2 separate regions of the Salvelinus alpinus genome follow, and region 2 is linked to region 1. A link is a contact called in public Hi-C data. All regions are on one chromosome and are shown on one strand. The core of a region is the stretch at or near the end of the contact, and the rest is flanking DNA. Distances in the headings are between cores, read along the strand shown.

Region 1 (7,043 bases), core at 1,193-3,692:
CGTACCTTCAGGCTCTGATCAGGCCCTACACCCAAACAAGGGCACTGCGTTCATCCACCTCTGGCCTGCTCGCCTCCCTACCTCTGAGGAAGTACAGTTCCCGCTCAGCCCAGTCAAAACTGTTCGCTGCTCTGGCACCCCAATGGTGGAACAAACTCCCTCACGACGCCAGGTCAGCGGAGTCAATCACCACCTTCCGGAGACACCTGAAACCCCACCTCTTTAAGGAATACCTAGGATAGGATAAAGTAATCCTTCTAACCCCCCCCCCTCTTAAAAGAGTTAGATGCACTATTGTAAAGTGGTTGTTCCACTGGATATCATAAGGTGAATGCACCAATTTGTAAGTCGCTCTGGATAAGAGCGTCTGCTAAATGACTTAAATGTAAATGTAAATGTAAAAAAACACAACTTAATTAATCATTGTCTGCTTTCCAGTGTCGGGTTTCCAGTTACAGTGTATTTTCAAGTGAGGAATTGAAGTCTAAAGTATTCTTCAAGTGGCCCATAAAAACAGAAGCCTTTTGGTTACAGAACATCTTTAAGCTTATTTGACATAGAGAAATATTCCCACATCAACCTACAGTGGAACAGTCCAAATCAAACTCAACAACAATGGAAACAGGAAGTAACTTTGCAGTGGCTTCTCTACAGCCCTGTTTAACACTCCACTCCTCTCCCACATACCCCTCTGCTGGCTGGATGTCAGATGGCAGCGCCTCACATTGCCAGCCCTGTCTCGCAGCAGGGGGAGGTGTACCTCACCCACAGGGCAATCCACCTGTCCACTGGGCCACATTCAGAGCAGGGTTACCTTGTACCAGCCTGGGTCTCAGTTCAGCATGGCCATTCTCTCCCTGTGCTAGGCTTGTCTGCTCCCTGTCTCTCTGGTTGTGGTTGGGGGTGGGCTGGTTCTCCTCTAGGCTGTCCCCTGGGGGGGTCTGTGGGGCTGCGGAGCAGGGTGAGAACGCCCTGACCCCGGAGAGCTGGAGGGAAGCCAGGCTCGAGAGACAGCCAGAGAGACAGTCCATCTGGCCTGGGCAGGTGTGCTCTACTCGCATGGTGGAACAAGATGGGGGAGACATGTCAGGATCCTGGGGGAGAAGGGGACAGGATGTGATATCAGGGATACTACACAGGAAATGATGACATATAGAGGGATGGGCAAGGTGATTAGTATGTGTACATTAAATAAACTGAAGAAAGGAGTTTTGCCTGTAACACACTTTCGGCACAGGGGCTTGGCCCTGACCCTAACCCTGACCCCTAACCCGGTCATGCCCTCTCCCCTCACCTGGGTCATAGAAGGGCACCAGCAGGAAGGTGCCAGACTGCTCGGGGGTGTTGGCGCGGGTCTGGATGATGAAGTGGGCACGGAGGCGGGCAGTGGTGATCTCCTCAAACATGCTGCCTGTGGAGTCCATAACAAACACCAGCGCTGGAGGCTGCTTCACACTGAACAGTCTGCACTCAGGAGAGTACAGCCAACAGAAGGAAACAGTCTGCCCTCGGGAGAGTACAGCCAACAGAAGGAAACAGTCTGCCCTCGGGAGAGTACAGCCAACAGAAGGAAACAGTCTGCCCTCGGGAGAGTACAGCCAACAGAAGGAAACAGTCTGCCCTCGGGAGAGTACAGCCAACAGAAGGAAACAGTCTGCCCTCGGGAGAGTACAGCCAACAGAAGGAAACAGTCTGCCCTCGGGAGAGTACAGCCAACAGAAGGAAACAGTCTGCCCTCAGGATAGTACAGCCAACAGAAGGAAACAGTCTGCCCTCAGGATAGTACAGCCAACAGAAGGAAACAGTCTGCCCTCAGGAGAGTACAGCCAACGGAAGGAAACAGTCTGCCCTCAGGATAGTACAGCCAACAGAAGGAAACATTGTGACACGAGTGGATTCAACACATTATGTGATAAGTACTGTATTTGTACCATGTTCAGTATATCAGCACAAATGTATATTGGATTGTCTATAGATCAAATTCAAATGTAATCATATCAAATTGCATTTAAAAAAAGTGCATTTAACATCATAATGAACGCTACATAAACCCACCCGAGGAAGGTAATGTAATGCACACTGTCTCGGAGGTCTCTCCGAGCACAGTAAGGGTTGCCGTGGTAGCGAGGCGGGCAACCTCCACATGGAGGTAGGGATGGGGGGAGAATAGTGGGGAGGTGCTGTCCTTATTGATATCCCCCTTGAACCCCTGGTGGCAACTGCTGTCCAGTACACCCCCTGTGACTACATTTCCCTGAGAAACAGCATTTATAAAGATTTATTTGGATTATTCAAAGATAAAGTTATGTGGAAGGACCACCAGAGGGCAGGCTGGGCTCACGGATAGTAGCCCAACAAGGCATGTGAGACAAGGTAACCAGAGGCAATTAAGCACAGCTGACGGTACTAATGACTGATTCTCTTTCCCCTATAAGAGAGAGGATGGAACCAGCAGAGGGGGGAAGACAAACGATCTCTGTAGAATGGCTACCAAGAGAGGGGAGCGATCGAAGAAGATCCATTAAGACGGTGACAAATCTGTGGTTGTTATTATAGTTTAGAGGTAATCGTCTTGTGTTCCTGTTTCATCTAAAGAAGAAGATGTATGCTGTTCCTTGGGAGATTCTCACTGACTGTGTTGGAGTGTTTGTATTGTCAGAAATCTCTCAATAGAGAACTGTGTTCAATCAAGAAAACCTACTCCTGACTAGTTTATTCCACCTTTCCACTTTAAAGTGACACCAAATGACTTGGTCCGCTCACAGTTATTATAAAGAGTAACAGAGACTTTCTCAAATGGATACCACACTCATGTTGAAGCTTGCAGACGTTTGAACATAGGCCTACCATATTTCAAGGTTTTTGAAAGATTACAAATAACTTAATCAATATATCTGACTCAAATGTTAGTTCTACAATCTACACAAGGATGAATATAGCTAGGCCTCCGTACCTTGTGGTTTGGGTGGGTAGGTGCAGAAGTACCCGAGGGTGAGCAGTAGAGGGTACTGCTGACTCTGGGTCAGCCTGCGCAGGAGATTGTCTCTGCAAACAGGTAGGAGTGTCCTCTGTGGATGACAGGTAGACAGTGAGAACCATGAACACAAATCTCATTCATATCACCCACAATGTGTTTTAACTGTACCTCTTGCTACAGGGAAGGCTGGCTGCCCAGGCTGCAGCCGGTGGAGGTATATGGAACGCTGACGCATCTCCACCCGGTTGCTATGGCTGTAGAAATCCTGTTCCCAGAGACAGATAGTCAGCGTCCTGCAGGTGTGTGGGCACCGGTTAATCGAGGTACTATGTACATGTAGGTACAGTTATTAAAGTGACTATACATAGATAATAACAGAGTAGCAACAGCACAGAAGGTGGTGGTGGTGGGGGGGGGGGCATTTGATTAGATGTTCAGGAGTTTCATGGCTTGGGGGTAGAAGCTGTTAAGAAGCCTTTTGGACCTAGACTTGGTGTTCCCCTACCACTTGCCATGCGGTAGCAGAGAGAACAGTCTATGACTAGGGTGGCTGGAGTCGTTGACAATGTTTTGGGCCTTCCACTGACACCACCTGGTGAGGAGGTCGTGGACGGCAGGAAGCTTGTCCCCAGTGATGAACTGGGTGTTTAGTCCCAGGGTCCTACGCTTACTGTCGATCTTTGAGGGCACTATGGTGTTGAACGCTGAGCTGTAGTCAATGAATAGCATTCTCACATAGGTGTTATTTTTCTCCAGGTGTGAAAGGGCAGTGTGGAGTGAAATAGAGATTGCATCATTTGTGGATCTGTTGGGGTGGTACGCAAATTGGAGTGGGTCTAGGGTTTCTGTGATAATGGTGTTGATGTGAGCCATGACCACCCTTTCAAGGCACTTCATGGCTACAGACGTGAGTGCTATGGGTCGGTAGTCATTTAGGCAGGTTTCCTTAGTGTTCTTGGGCACAGGGACTATGGTGGTCTGCTTGAAACATGTTGGTATTACAGACTCGGACAGGGAGAGGTTGAAAATGTCAGTGAAGACACTTGCCAGTTAGTCAATGCATGCTCGGAGTACACATCCTGGTAATCCGTCTGGCCCTGCGGCCTTGTGAATGTTGACCGGTGTAGTGAAATTATTGTAATAAAAAAGGAGAGACTTTTACATTTCTTCAAAACAAGTCAACTTTATTATTTAATTACTGCAGTAATGGAGCTGGTCGGTAATCACACCTGGAGGTGATCACTGAGAACTCAACGAGCGGATTTGAGCCACAGAATTTTATAGCAAAGTCCATCCTCCTGGATGTTCATGCCAAACAACAGATGTAGGGAATGGGTCACAAGGTTACAAATAATTCATAGCAAACAGTATCAGCTGTAAATACTGTCCTCATTGTGTAGAGACCAGGGTCTGGCCCCGAGCCATTCTCTCCCTGGTACCTTCCAGTCAGACACACAGACACTAATCATGCTATGGAATGAGATCTTTATCACTTAGAAATGTCCTTGTTTTTGAAAGAAAAACACATTTTGTGTCCAATAAAATGACATCAAATTGATCAGAAATACAATGTAGACATTGTTAATGTTGTAAATGACTATTGTAGCTGGAAATGGGAGATATTTTATGGAATATCTACATAGGCGTACAGAGACCCGTTATCAGCAAACATCACTCCTGTGTTCCAATGGCACGTTGTGTTAGCTAATCCAAGTTTATCGCTTAAAAAGGCTAATTGATCATTAGAAAACCCTTTTGCAATTATGTTAGCACAGCTGAAAACTGTCGTTCTGATGAAAGAAGCAATAAAACTGGCCTTCTTTGTACAACGTTGTGTACTACTCTCTTCACAGAACAGCGCAAACTGGCTCTAACCAGAAAAGAAAGAGGAGTGGGAGGCCCCGGTGCACAACTGAGCAAGAGGACAAGTACATTAGAGTGTCTAGTTTGAGAAACAGATACCTCACAAGTCCTCAACTGGCAGCTTCATTAAATAGTACACGCAAAACACCAGTCTCAACATCAACAGCGAGTTCCATTGTCCAGTGTCTGTCTTTTGCCCATCTTAATATTTTCTTTTTATTGGCCAGTCTGAGATATGGCTTTTTCTTTTCAACATCCCGGAGTTGCCTCTTCACTGTTGACGTTGAGACAGTACCTGCTATGAGGACTGGATCATGCCGTGGTCAGACTTGGGAGTCAGAGTGGAGGTCTCTCTGACTGCGGCTCCTCTCTTCCACAACAGAACAACAGTCAGAAACAATAGACAGCCAATTACTGTTAAGATTCTGGCCCTCCAGAAGCTGGATCGTGTCTTGGGAACTGTGGACATAGATATAAAGAGAAGACAGGTGTTAATCGTTGAGACAAAGCAAAAGCCCCTTTGATTTAAATTAAATAAACAACTTTATGAGTGCAAGAAGATGGAATGCAATTCCTCCCGATTTGTAAATTGTCATCATGCTAACTTATTGATGTACTCTAGAGCCCATGTCTTTGAGTAGGGTCCTTTCAGGACTCAGTAACTTATTGAAGGATTGTAGTTGTCCAAACTCAACGGTAGCAGTTGGAATGTGTCTGTCTGAGTCAATGAGTACATTTCAGACTCATGCTGCTTCAGTCATGCTGGCTGAACTTGGAATAGATACCAGCGTTCAGAACACAATGGACGGACAGACATATGGGAGAGACGGGACAAAAGAAAAAGAAAGGATGACGACCTGGGTCAGAAGGAAATGTTGGTGAAGGTGATGGGCCTAGGTAACATGTGGAAGTTCCCCTACCTCTGCTACAAAAATGGTGGAGGTGAGTCCATGAAGGAGAAGGTGCACTGGTTATTCAAATGATGATCAGCTGAACAAATGAGGAACTTAGACCATTTAAACGCATGTATTGTACTGTGTATTGTACAGTATCATACATTATGTTCTCTCTACCTGATTAGAAGCCTGTGTTGACTTCCACTCTCAAACCAGACAGATGAACTCAGCCTTTGCAGCCACTGAATTCTGGGAGTAAGTTTACGGATTCAACATAGCTTGATCTTCCAGTTGGCCACAACATTAAAGACCATGTTTGTTTGTGTACAATCTCTACCAGTCTGTTTCTCTAGGCTGCATGTGCTGGTCATCTGGGGGGGTATAGTGGAGGTGGGCAGTGTCAGGTGCTGCTGTCTCTCACCCCTCTCGCTGTGTCTCTCTCTCACCATGTGTGTGTGTGTGTGTAGCTGTGGTCTACTCAAAACTCTCTTCTCCTGTCCCCATGGTGGGATGTATGTGTTCCAGCTGTTTGACTACTATGCCTGTAACGGAACCTGCCTGCTCTTCCTCTCTGTGTTCGGGGCCATGGAATGGATATTTGGCGAGGCTGATCAAATTATATTGGTCACATACACGTGTTTAGCAGATGTTATTTCGGGTGTAGCGAAACGCTTGTGAACTAAACTGGAATATATTTCTGTCAATGATTGCATGCCCAATAAAAGATATATAACATATACATATAAACACTGTGGTGCCATAGAATCCTATATAAATACAAACCAGTATCATTCCAGTATCAGTCTTATTGAGATGATAAACCTGATATCAATGCAACATGCCAACATCTAGATATTTATTTAATTTAACTAGGTAAGTCAGTAAAGAACAAATTCTTATTTACAATGACGGCCTACCCCGGCCAATGCTGGGCCAATTGCGTGCCGCCCTACGGGACTCCCAATCACGGCCAAATGTGATACAGCCTGGAATCAAACCAGGGACTGTAGTGACACCTCTTGCGCTGAGATGCAGTGCCTTAGACTGCTGCGCCACTCGGACACATTAACATGTCTGTCTCTACCCAATCTAACCCACCAGGTGCAGAGTGTATGGTGTGATAGAGGACACGATAGGAATGAGGCCTAACCCCATCTTCAAGCTCTTCTGGCTCTACATGACCCCTCTGGTTTCCCTGGTGAGTTCCAGGCTTTGATGGGCAGTAATGGCATGCAAGACTCAAGGTTGTGCAATTCTATAAGACACCAACAGATGGCACTATCACACTGCAATAGGTTATACATTCA
Region 2 (7,159 bases), core at 1,581-4,080, 180 kb after region 1:
TTGTATAGAGCATCAAATGCATACAGACTTTTCTCATTCATCGTTGGTCATCCTCTTACTCTGGGTTTTGTGCTGAATAAACAGGAAAGGGAAACATCTTTAAAATGTGTGTGAGGGGTCATTAAGCTCTTGTTTACTTTACTCTGATTAGAAATAACACCTAGTGCAGCAAGAATTAAGATGTACTCTTACCTACTGCTCTCCTCCATACTAAATATGTGAATAGGACAGTGAGTATCAAGACTACAGATACAATGATGACTGTAGCCATGAGCACATTGGGCAGGTTCTTCTTTGGAGCTGGAAAAATAATATCATACATATGAACATATTACATGCTGTAGTATATCTCCAGCTGATTCAATTGTAAATGATATTGGGAAATGTACCGGTACCTTACCCCAGGTTACTGTGATGTTCTCAGCCTTACTGCTGTGGAGCACCAGGCAGCTGTAGCTCTGGGTGTCCTGGGCTTCCTGTGGGACAGTCAGGCTCTTCCTCAGCTGGTACGAACCGTCTCCGTTGGGCAGCACCTCCCCACTGCTCACCCCGCCTACCATGGGAAGCCCCTCTGCCCCCAGCCATTCCACCTGCACCGCCCGAGGGTAGAACCCTGTCACATGACATGTGACCTCCACCTCGGAGTTGCCATGAGGCGATCTCTCAAACAGACTCACCGCAGGGACTTAAGAGGAACATTTTTGATGAACACATTTGGTCTTCCTTTCCAATGCAAGGGACATCTTGACATTACATACATGTGCTGTTTGTTTACTAGACTAGAGGAATTCTGTCTGCAAAATGTCACATCTCGAAGAACATATACAGGGCCTTCCGAAAGTATTCAGACCCCTTGACTTTTTGCACATTTTGTTATGTTACAACCTTATTCTAAAATGTATTAAATTGTTTTTTTCCCCTCATCAAACCTACACACAATACCCCATAATGACAAAGCAAAAGCAGGTTTTTAGAATTTTTTGCTAATTAAAAAAACAAAACAAAAAATGATATAACATTTACATAAGTATTCCGACCCTTTACTCAGTAATTTGTTGAAGCACCTTTGGCAGCAATTACAGCCTTGAGTCTTCTTGGGTATGACGCTACAAGCTTGGTATGACGCTACAAGCTTGGCACACCTGTATTTGGGGAGTTTCTACTATACCTTCTCTGCAGATCCTCTCAAGCTCTGTCAGGTTGGATGGGGACTGTTGCTGCACAGCTATTTTCAGGTCTCTCCAGAGATCTGGGTTCTGGCTGGGCCACTCAAGAACATTGAAAGACTTCAATGAAGCCACTCCTGCATTGTCTTGGCTGTGTGCTTAGGGTTGTTGTCCTGTTGGAAGATGAACCTTTGCCCCAGTCTGAGAACCTGCTACAGAGCGCTCCATTTTGAGTCTCATAGCAAAGGGTCTGAATACTTATGTAAATAAGTTATATCTGTTTTATTTTTTTTAATAAAAAAGCAATTTCTTAAAACCTGTTTTCGCATTGTCATTGTGGGGTATTGTGTGTAGATTGCTGAGGATGTATTTTTTATTCATCCATTTTAGTATAAGGCTGTAACGTAAACAAAGTGTGGAAAAAGTCAAGGGGTCTGAATACTTTCCGGTGGCACTGTATAGCTTGTGTTCTGGGTCAATGATTTTGTTTAATCGAAAGGAGAACATAGGTATGGTAAGTGCAGCACCTTGTTGAGGTTTTACAAAATGTACCGGTTAATAAAGTATCTGGTGTGTTGTTACCTTTGGGTTCTCGAAATGTAACGCTAAACTGTAACAGTTTCTTCAGCCAACGGATGCATCCAGATTCGTAATGAATGACCAGCCTAACAAGATCTTCTAAATCTGTTTCCCTTTTTCTTTTGTAAAATACAGCATGGGAAACTGCAGCTGTCCATGTTCTGGTCGATACATCGAAGCTGACAAAGTCCTTGCCGTCATATGCATGGCTCATAAAGGCCTCAGTGGTTCCGTCTGACTTCCATCCACAGCGTCCATGAGCTTGGTAAAAGTGATCTGTATGACACATAAAAGGACCATAATAAATCCGCACCATTTACTTCAAATATAGACTACTGGTTAAAAGTATCAGCTCACAAAGGTAGGCTAATGGCTGCAACTAAGAAAATGTGTTTTTGTGGTTATTGAACCTCTGTATAGTCATGCAATTCTCCTTTAGGCCTTCAGCTCTGTTGCACAGTCTCGGCACACATATTTTGTCTTACCATGTGAATGATTGTAATGTTCACTTGTTACTCTCACAGCCGTATCCATTACATATCGATTAAATTTCAGATTTCGATGAACCTCCTGCCAGAATTCAATTCCCTCAGGGTGGTTCAACCATTCTGGCACTACGGCCTCTTGTTCAGCACTGCTGTTGTAGTAATAGACAATGACATCATCTATCATTACCAACTGGATATTTTTCGGATACAAGGTCCCTTGGGTTGCGATGCAATGGCGATGAAGAGAATGAGGGGCTGGAAGACAACACTTCAAGTTATCGTTTCTGTAGCCTATTTCAATAGACAACGTGAAGACAATATTGTGTAGCGGTTGTGTTTGCTGGGTTTAGCCTATTGAAGCCTTTAAAAAATGTATACAAAGGAAAACTGCATTCAGTTTGTTATACTATGATACAACTTGGTGAGACAAGCCAAAAACACAACTCAAATAATGAACTCACCTACGATGGAAAACTGCATGAATGAAATTAAAATTGTTGTTATCATATTTGCAGTAACATGTTCTCGTTGGTGTATTCATGAACACGGAAGTGAAAGTGAAATAACATGTGTTCTTCTTCTTCTTCTTCTTCTGTGGATTTTATTTGGTGGTTGGCAACCAACTTTAAGGTGTATTACCGCCACCAACTGGACTGGAGTGTGGACCAGAGACAGGGGAAGGTCTAAATCCTACCCAATAATCTCTTCTCCCTAAGGAAACGATATACATAATTAAATATTACATCTCCTGAAGATTTCCCCAAAAGTTCACTTAATCCTGGCTCTTCAACCCCATTACTCCTCAAATCTAACAACAATCGCTCCCTTTCTCTCACATATTTCTGGCACTGAAATACAACATGTTCCACTGTCTCCATCTGCTCCTGACAATGATCACACCTCCCAGTCGGATGTTTCCCCACCACTTTCAATGTACTATTGAGCCTTGTGTGTCCCAGTCTCAGTCTTGTGACTACACTTTCCTCCCTTCTCTCTCGGCCTGAGGACCTCCCTGCCCCCACCTTTTCTTGGATCTTATACAGGTGTCTTCCCTTACTCTCCCTGTTCCTGGATCTTATACAGGTGTCTTCCCTTTCTCTCCTTGTTCCTGGATCTTATACAGGTGTCTTCCCTTACTCTCCCTGTTCCTGGATCTTATACAGGTGTCTTCCATTACTCTCCCTGTTCCTGGATCTTATACAGGTGTCTTCCCTTACTCTCCCTGTTCCTGGATCTTATACAGGTGTCTTCCCTTTCTCTCCTTGTTCCTGGATCTTATACAGGTGTCTTCCATTACTCTCCCTGTTCCTGGATCTTATACATGTCTTCCATTACTCTCCCTGTTCCACAACTCTTGCCACTTATTTTTACCCACTGTTCTTATTAGGCTTCTGCTCCTGCCTGGAAATAATATCCACTTCCTCGTTCCCCTCTACTCCCACATGAGCTGGTACCCAGAGGAACATCACAAATACCCCCATCTCTTTCACCCTATACAAACACTGCTAAACCTCATATTATACATCCTGTCTGCTCTGAGACACACATGAATTTAAGCTCATCAGTGCTGTACAGGAGTCAGAGCAGATGACTACCCTGTCTGGCCTTACCACCTCCACCTACTCTGCAGCCAATAGTATAGCCAACAACTCCATTGTGTAAACAGATAAATGATCCATTGCTCTTTTTGTCACTGCCACCTTAAACTCAGGAACACTAAAAGCTGCTCCTCTTCTCCCTGGTTTAGGGTCCTTAGATCCATCTGTTGATATAGTCAAGAAAGCATAGTATTGTGTTTTTAAACGTTCACTTACAACTGAATCTACTCCTTCCTCAACAGCTCTTACCCTCTCAAGCAACCATAGATCTATCCCTGGCTGAGGGAGAAACCAAGATGGGATGGCAGGAAGAACCACAGAGGGGCTAAACTCCCTCCCAAACAACTCCATCTCTCTCGCCATGCAATTGCCTATCCACCCAAAGCTTGTATTCAGATTTTGTTCATGTTCCCGGCACTCAAGGAGTACCTTTTTTGTAGGATGTGTAATCTTATGTGCTTGTAGATTTACCCAATATGTCATGGCTAGCTGTTGTCTTCTTAACTTCTTAACGGCATCTCTCCCAACTCTACCTGCATTGCTGCCACCGGAGAGGTCCTAAGTGTACCACAACATATTCTTAGGGCTTGGGCCTGGATAACATCCAGCTTTTTTAAAGATGTCTGAGCGGCTGATCCATATGCTATACTTCCATAATCCATTACTGACCTTAACAGCGCAATATATAGCATTTTCACCGCCATTCTATCTGCCCCCCCCAAAGGCCCAATGACACTTCCCTGGCGGGTACCATTATCCACATCATAGCTTTCTGATATAGAGTTCCCCACCCTCACTTGTATTGATTGCTCAAAAAGAAAATCCTTTATCCAGTTAAACACCCTTCCTCCAACTCTCATGTTAGCCAGCTTTATAAGTAGGCCTTCCTTCCACATCATATCATAAGCCTTCTCTACATCAAAGAAAAACGGCTACCACCACCTCCTTATTTGCCTGTGTCTTCCGTATGACTGACTCTAGGCACAGTGCAGGATCCATCGTTCCCCTGCCTTTCCTGAACCCACTTTGATCTGGTGACATTAGTCCTCTACTCTCCAGGAAGTAAGTCAGCCTTTCCGTTATCATCCTTTCCATAAGTTTACATACATGAGATGTTAACGCTATCGGCCTATAGCTTGAAGGACTGGTAGGGTCTTTCCCTGGTTACCATATTGGCACCACTGCCGCCTGCTTCCAACTTCCAGGCAGTTTCTCTTCCTGCCACACCTTATTATAAAGGCCCAATACTTTCCAAATTGCAGTGTCACTGAGAGGAGCCATCATGATGTATGTGTTGACAAGTTTGTGTCAGTGGCTGTGGGAGGGGAGCGGAGTGTCAAAAAGGGCTGGAGCATAGAATTAGTTAGAGGACTCATCTTGGTATCATCTTTGTGTTTGAAAAATAGATAAAGCTAATATTGATGATTTACTGCCACTTGCAGGGATGGAGTCCTGAACCAAATCTTGTGTAATTTGTTTATTGTGGCCACTAGATGGCGGTGATATAGCAGAAGCATCCATGCAAATCAAATCAAATGTTATTGGTCACATACACATGGTTAGCAGATGTTAATGTGAGTGTAGCGAAATGCTTGTGCTTATAGTTCCGACTATGCAGTAAAATCTAACAAGTAATCTAACAAATTCACAACAACTACCTTATACAGACAAAGATAAAGGGAAATAATACATAACAAAAACAAATAACTGCATAGTTTTCTAAGGACCTGAAGCGAGGCAACCATCTCTGTTGGCGCCATCATGGAGGACACAGCATCTGCCCCGAGAGGTATGGGGAGATGAACACACACAGCTAAATTAATATAGCTGCAAGCAGCAATGCCGGGGTTCAGCTTTTGGCCCACTGTGCCACTATCAGGACAAATTAGACACATCGCCCCATGCAATGAGAAACTACTCAAATTAAAACATTACATTTTATTTGTCACATGCTTTGTAAACAACAGGTGTAGACTTACAGTGAAATGCTTACTTACTGTACTGTTTACCACACTGCCAAATATCAGAAGTCAAAATCAAACTGGTAGAAGCCCTCAATGGCAATGCAAAAAACTGGTTATATCCATAATGAGCCCTCTAACTAACTCTATGGGCTGGAGAGACTAGGCTGCCAAGCTACATCCGGTTTATGTTATTGCAGAGTTTGATTTGAACTGTTCCAGTGTAGGTCAGTGTGAGGGGTGTACGGACACAACTTAAGTTCGGGGGTCTGAACCTCGCTCTGTGCAACAGGGTCCTGGACTTCCTGACGGCCGCTCCCAGGTGGCGAAGGTAGGAAACAACACCTCCACTTCGCTGATCTTCAACACAGGGGCCACACAAAGGTGCATGCTCAGCCACCTCCTGTACTCCCTGTTCACCCATGACCGCGTGGCCACGCATGCCTCCAACTCAATTATCAAGTTTGCAAACTATACAACAGTAGTAGGCCTGATTACCAACAATGACGAGAAAGCCTACAGGGAGGAGGTGAGGGTCCTGGCGGAGTGGTGCCAGGAAAATAACCTCTCCCTCAACGTCAACAAAATGAAGGAGCTGATCGTGGACTTCAGGAAACAGTAGAGGGAGCACACCCCTATCCACATCGACAGGACCAGTGGAGAAGGTGAAAAGCTTTAAGTTCCTCTGCGTACACATCACTGGCAATCTGAAATGGTCCACCCACACAGACAGTGTGGTGAAGAAGGCGCAACAGCGCGTCTTCAACCCCAGGAGGCAGAAGAAATTTGGCTAAGACCCTCACAAACTTTTACAGATGCACAATTGAGAGCATCCTGTTGGGCTGTATCACTGCCTGGTATGGCAACTGCACCGCAAGGCTCTCCAGAGGGTGGTGAGGTCTTGCTAATGCATCACCGGGGGCAAACTACCTGCCCTCCAGGACACCTACAGCCAAAAAGGCCAAAAAGATCATCAAAGACATCAACCACCCAAGCCACAGCCTGTTCACCCAGCTACCATCCAGAAGGCGAGGTCAGTACAGGTGTATCAAAGCTGGGACAGAGAGACTGAAAAACATCTTCTATCTCAAGTCCATCAGACTGTTAAATAGCCATCACTACCCGGCTACCACCTGGTTACTTAACCCTGCACCTTAGAGGCTGCAGCCCTGTATACATAGACATGGAATCACTGGTCACTTTAATAATGGAACACTAGTCACTTTATTCATGTTTACATACGGTTTTACTCATTTGATATGTATATACTGTATTCTATTCTACTGTATTTTAGTCAATGCCACTCTGACATTGCTCGTCCTAATATTTATATATTTCTTTGTTCCATTCTTTTACTTTTAGATGTG

What was found. A called contact is a pair of places that touch in the nucleus more often than the background predicts.
Region 2: a Hi-C map of liver shows a contact between it and region 1, with 12 times the contacts expected there. The contact joins the promoter of LOC139549456 here to the promoter of LOC139549451 in region 1. A contact is called at or near these places in 2 of 3 Hi-C or Micro-C datasets (liver and muscle).

Annotation. Positions count from the first base shown.
Region 1 is chr22:33,856,882-33,863,924 of SLU_Salpinus.1, forward strand. LOC139549451 (sodium- and chloride-dependent GABA transporter 2-like) reads left to right here and starts at 2,443. Exons shown (of 4, transcript XM_071359976.1): 1 at 2,443-2,529; 2 at 6,838-6,934. The coding sequence starts at 6,875. It also overlaps the pseudogene LOC139549656.
Region 2 is chr22:34,036,239-34,043,397 of SLU_Salpinus.1, forward strand. LOC139549456 (major histocompatibility complex class I-related gene protein-like) reads right to left here and starts at 2,831. Exons shown (of 6, transcript XM_071359982.1): 1 at 2,695-2,831; 2 at 2,231-2,488; 3 at 1,749-2,021; 4 at 401-685; 5 at 193-300; 6 at 1-72. The coding sequence starts at 2,740. The coding sequence ends at 56.